Linked DNA regions of Sus scrofa: region 1 is linked to region 2. The links are chromatin contacts, called in public HiChIP or PLAC-seq maps. All regions are on one chromosome and are shown on one strand. The core of a region is the stretch at or near the end of the contact, and the rest is flanking DNA. Distances in the headings are between cores, read along the strand shown.

Region 1 (2,700 bases), core at 127-2,626, 47 kb before region 2:
ATATGGAGGTTCACAGGCTAGGGGCCAAATCGGAGCTGTAGCTGCCTGCCGGCCTGCCCCACAGCCACAGCCCACGCAGAATTCCAGTGGAGCCTGCAACCTACACCACAGCTCACAGCAATGCCGGATACCCCACCCACTGAGCGAGGCCAGGGATCCAACCTGCAACCTCATGGATACTAGTCAGATTCGTTAACTACTTAGCCATGACAGGAACTCCAAGATTTCATTTTTTAAATACACACTGTCATTAAAAGAGCTATGCAGGAGTTCCCACCAAGGACTCGACTTGTCTCTGTGGCAGAGCAAGTTTCATCCCCAGCCTGGTGCAGTGGGTTATGGATATGTAGAGAAGGTCGCAGCTGCGGCTCCTATTCCATCCCTGGCCCCGGAACTACCATATGCTGCGGGTGCCGCCATTAAAACAAACAAACAACAACAAAACAAAACTCTGAAGCATGCAGCAACAAATGGTAGATTGAGGCACTTAGCAAGCATGTAATAGAACCTGTTACATAAGCCATGTCAGAGAAAGAACTAGATTAGACCTCAGAAAAGAAGGCAGATCTTTCCCATGCCGCCTAGTGCTCAGAGCATATTTTAAACTAGCAACATTTGACACCAAAGACCAGGACAGACCGCAGGATTTAGAATCACACTTTACAGGTGAGGAATCTTGGCTTCAGTGAAGTGGCTGGTGGAACACTTTTGAAAGACTATTACGTAATAGCCAGGGCAGCTTTCAAAAAAGAAATGGCCTTGAGCTAAATGAGAACACCAGGCCTTGCTCTTGGGTTCACAACGTTGTAGGGCTAATTAGGACAAGATGTGGCGCTGTGATCTATGTAGCGTTGGCCAGCAGCTCCAGAGACAGGAGCTTCTAGAGAATCTTTTCCTTCCTGCCTGTATTTCCCGGATTGGGCGAGGTTACATGTCGGCACCCAGCTCAGGGGCTGCAGTGAAACGCTAAGGGAATCAGGCGAAGCCAAGAGTCAGCTCCCACTCCGGGGGGTTGCGACTGCCTCAGCGCGCGTCCTGTGTTCCTCTTCCACGGTTGGCACTATGGTTCCAAAGCTCGCGCTCGCTCTCCTTCCTCTTCCTCCTAGGCCTTCGGCAGGAGCTTCGCTCCCCACAGACTCTTCACTCCGGGAGGCCCCTCCGTGCGGAAGCCATAAGCCAGACCTTTCCATTATCCTGAGATTCTGCTGGTACTAGGGAACTCGCCGGTCTAATGAATGCTCCATCAAAATTGTTTTAAATAAAGTTTTCGCCATCAAAAAAAAAAAAAGAAAGAGAAAAAAGAAAAAAGGGAGAGGGCCAATTAGTGGGCAAACTGTTGGCCAATGACTGAAGAAGCTGAAGCCGGAAGACGCCGGGGCCTGTGGGTGATTGGTTACTCCAGAAGCCTGTCTGGAGCGTACCACACTTACTGGAGGGGGTTTGGCGAATTTGGAAGGGTAACTACTTGCTTTTGAGTACTCTCGGTACGCACATTTAATTATTTTTCACGTCTGAGTTTTCCTGCTTCGATACGGGAGGGGCACAAAGCAGGAAGCAGAAAAAGGGAAGAGTGGCCCCGCCATTTCCCCTTTTCCGACTACTGCGCAGTACGCCCACCCATCTCTGCTGGTCGAAGGCCCTTGCGCGCGCGTTCTCGTTTTCTCGCGTGGTACGGCGCTGTGCTCTTGCAGCCAATCAGACCGCGAGGTCGCCGCGGTCGCCGGCGTGCGCGCGCACGCCCTAGAGCTGCGTCGGGGTGGGGGCTATGGGTGAATGGGAGAGTGAGCGGGGGCGGGCGCGGCGGCGCGAGCCGCATGAATGAGAGGAACGTGCCCTGCGCGAGACGTCGCGCGCGCCCGGGACAGGGAGCCAATGGGAACGCTGGGAGGGCTCGAGACCCGGCTCTGAGGGCAACGGCCGCGCGCTGACTCGAAGGCGAGCGTCGCTGAGCGGGGGCGCGCTGAGCAGGGCGGGCGTGGAGCGTGCGGCGGCCGCGCGCTGCCTCTCAGAGGCCGGACGGCACTACCGGGAGGCGGCGGCGACTACGACGGTAGCGGTGACGGGAACAGCGCCGGGGGTGAGTACCGGGGACACCGGCCCCTACGGAACCGGAAGTGTCGGGCCAGGAAGGTGGGAGGGGAGAGTGACCTCTAGGGAAGGGGGACCCAAGAGGGGGAGGTGGTTTGAGGCCCCATTCCTCCTCCGGGCCGGGTCATCCAACTGCGGCGGGACCCGTGGGCCCCGGAAACGGACGACGAGTAGAGGCCGGGGATCCACGGCTGCCGGGGCTCAGAACCGGTTAGTGCCGGGTCGCCGGGTCCCAGCTGGGGACCCCGGTCCCTACGCGCCTGGCGCCCAGCCGCCGCCCCTCCCGCCCCCGGCTCTGCGACCCGGGGCTCTGTAGTCTCCCGCGGCTCCAATGGGCCCTGCCGCCGCGGATGCGGTCTTCCCTGTCTCGGCCATCCCTGCCCCTTACCGTGATTCTCGATACCCCCGCTCCGGGGTAGGGATTGGGTGCCATTCCCTCCCTGCTTTTTAGGTCCTTCACCCCACTCTGCTGATACTTATTTTGGCTCAAGCCTCATCCTGTTACCTGTTCTCTTGCATCCGTCCGCTTCCTCCCCTACCCCCACCAGCGGGAGCTCCATGCTTTTAGTACTCTGTACTTTTTACAAGTGGAACTCGAATGTGTTTGACATT
Region 2 (2,700 bases), core at 124-2,623:
GAAGGTGTCAAAGGCTGGTGATAATATTCCCGAGGAGGAGCCTATAGCCCAAACGCCCACTGCAGCGCCAGATCAGGAGAGCAAGAAAGACAAATAAGATCCCTGCTCTCAGTGCTTCCTCTCCTGTCAATCCCAGGCACCTCTGAGGCTCTGCCCTTTCTGTAACCACAAGCCTGGCCTGAGGCCTTGGACTTTAATTTATGTTTTTCCTGTTTGGCTACGTCTAGGTGGGGCAGGGTATTGCTTCTGATTTTTAAGAGGCATCCAGGTATGACAGGTATCCTTCAGGAAGGCCTCCACTCCAGTGGCCTGCTCTTTAACTGGAGAGAGGGAACCATCTTATGTGGTGGCGGAGGAAATGCTTTCCCACCAAGCTTGGGCGCTCACACATCTCCACCACGTCCGGTTTCATTATTCCTTTTAGCGGACCTACACAGCTGTAGATTAGATTAGATTAAAGCCTAACAACAGGCCAAGATGCAGCAGTAGTGCTAAGATTTTTTTCCCTCAAGGATTCTTACTTTAGGCCCTTCTGGCTTGGTTTGTGGCCTGCATTAAAAAGTATAAGCCTGTCACTGGTCCCAAGGAGAAACCTTTAACCTCAGAGTTTTCGTATGGAATAATCTCCCTATTTTATGGAGATTGCGAAGAAGAGGAATAGAAGTTTGAGACATCCGGTGGGGCCTGGAGGAGAAAGCCCCTACCATGGTTGGAGTTCACTTACCTTCCTACCTCCTCCCCACTGCCAGTTGATGTTTTTCCATAATAAAGAGACTGGGATTTACTTTTGACTGTGCCTTTGTGTGTGATTCATGTGTTAGAGATGCCAAGCTACTGCGGAGGAATTATCCATCTCCTTAATTTCAAAGGCCATCCTGGTTAGTTTCATGCATTGGTCCCCAGGATTGTGGAGTGGAGGTTTAGTTTTCACAACCCCAGGGTTAGACTGCGGACTTCGTTTGGGTTTGGCTCGCGAGTCCCAGGAAGGAGATTTTGGGAAGGGACGGGGTCAAGGTGCACACAATTCAGCTGGTCGCACAGTTCGGAAAAGCGGAAGAGCCAGGCTTGCTTTCAGAGCTACCTGGCCCCTCCGCCCCTCCGCCCGTCCCCCCATCACCGGTGGTTCGGTCTGGTGCGCCCCGTGACTCCCCCGCGACTGCGCGCAGAGTAGCTCTGCCCAAGAGGCCCCGCCTCCAGGCCACGTGCGCGCCCCCGCCACGCTGCTGCCGCTTAAGGGAGGTTTTGTTCTGGAGGCCGAGTTTCTGGCCTGCGGTTTGGATCTCGGAGTTTGGCTGGCCTCTCTTGCCGGTGGCCGCGACTCCACCCTAGTACCTCCCCCGGTCGGCTCGATTCCCAGCCCGGCTCCAGGCGCCATGGCATCCCGCGGGAGGAAGCGGAAGGCCGAGACGGCGCTGGGCGCGGCGGCCGAGAAGCAGGAGACGCCGGCTAGCGGCCGGAAGGGAATGGAGGAGGCCAGCGTCGTTATTGAGCATTGGTGAGGGGCCTAGGGCGTAATGGAGGCGGGCGAGGACCCCCTAGACCGAGGGCCCCAGTCTCTGACCTTCCTCATCTCTTACTAGCACGAGCTGACGCGTCTATGGGCGCAACGCTGCGGCCCTGAGCCAGGCGCTGCGCGTGGAGGCCCCGGAGCTTCCAGTGAGGGTGAATCCTACCAAGCCCCGGAGGGGCAGCTTCGAGGTGACGCTGATGCGCCCCGACGGTAGCAGTGAGTGAGGGCCCGGGTCTGGGTGCGGGCCGTGGGTGGAAGGCGGGGAAGCGCTGGTCTCAAACCGTCGCCACCTGGTGATTCCGGGGGGAGGCTGTAGTAATTCTGCTTTACGTGGTTCTTTCCCAGGTGCGGAGCTCTGGACTGGAATTAAGAAGGGGCCCCCGCGCAAACTTAAGTTCCCTGAGCCTCAAGAGGTGGTGGAGGAGCTGAAGAAGTACCTCTCGTAGGGTGGTTTGGGCAGAGGTCCTCACGCCGAGGTTTGAAGTGGGAGTTGGGGGAGAGTGGATTGATGTTAGTGTGGCGAAGTAGCTCTGTCTGTTGCTTCTTATTTCACACGGGACCTGCTAGAGGATTTTCTCTAGTGGGAATACCGCGTCTCCTTTTACTGTTGGGAAAAACTGAAAAAAATTATAATTACCTAGTGTGCCCTTAGCTTAACTCTGTGTTTCATTTCATTGTTTTTGACCTACGTCGTGGAATACCCATGGTAATGTAGATGATTCTTTACAGAAATGCAAGTTGTGTCCTCAGAGGATGCAGTTGTTACCCTTGGTGTACAGATTAGTTTTATATGGGTTGAAAAACCCATTTTCTTGAATGAATGAATGAATGGATGAATGAAAAAATAAATGTTAACATCCAAAAAAAACCAACAAAACTCTCATTTTCTTGTAAATTCCACTGTTTTCCCCCATTTATTGTGTGAGTTGTGATTTTTTCCCCCCTCTTTCATGGCCAAATTTTGTGTAACTCCTGCCCTCTTGTGTTTTTTTGTTACTGGTATGTTCTGTTACGGCCCCACGTGATAACCCTACACTGTAGCACTCTCACTCCTGGTCCCAGGACTTGACCCTGCCTTTCACCCTAATGCTTCATACAGTGCATGTGGTCAGCCACTTGATATGTTGAGTGAGATGTGGGTGCAAGATGCAGTGATTTAGCTGTCATGGCTTTGTGGGTTCAGGGGTGGA

What was found. HiChIP or PLAC-seq counts read pairs in DNA pulled down with a chosen protein or histone mark.
Region 1: a contact with region 2 is called in an H3K27ac HiChIP or PLAC-seq map of skeletal muscle. The contact joins the promoter of ZDHHC5 here to the promoter of SELENOH in region 2. A contact is called at or near these places in 14 of 47 Hi-C or Micro-C datasets (alveolar macrophages, blood, embryonic fibroblasts and 6 more) and 2 of 2 datasets of contacts at active chromatin or transcription factors (alveolar macrophages and skeletal muscle).

The regions. Positions count from the first base shown.
Region 1 is chr2:13,275,193-13,277,892 of Sscrofa11.1, reverse strand. ZDHHC5 (palmitoyltransferase ZDHHC5) reads left to right here and starts at 1,376. Exons shown (of 12, transcript XM_021083028.1): 1 at 1,376-1,484.
Region 2 is chr2:13,228,552-13,231,251 of Sscrofa11.1, reverse strand. It overlaps SELENOH (selenoprotein H), which reads left to right and starts at 1,373. Exons shown (of 3, transcript NM_001184948.1): 1 at 1,373-1,495; 2 at 1,581-1,726; 3 at 1,856-1,956. The coding sequence starts at 1,374. The coding sequence ends at 1,956. TMX2 (thioredoxin-related transmembrane protein 2) reads left to right here. Exons shown (of 8, transcript XM_005660896.3): 8 at 1-789. The coding sequence ends at 97.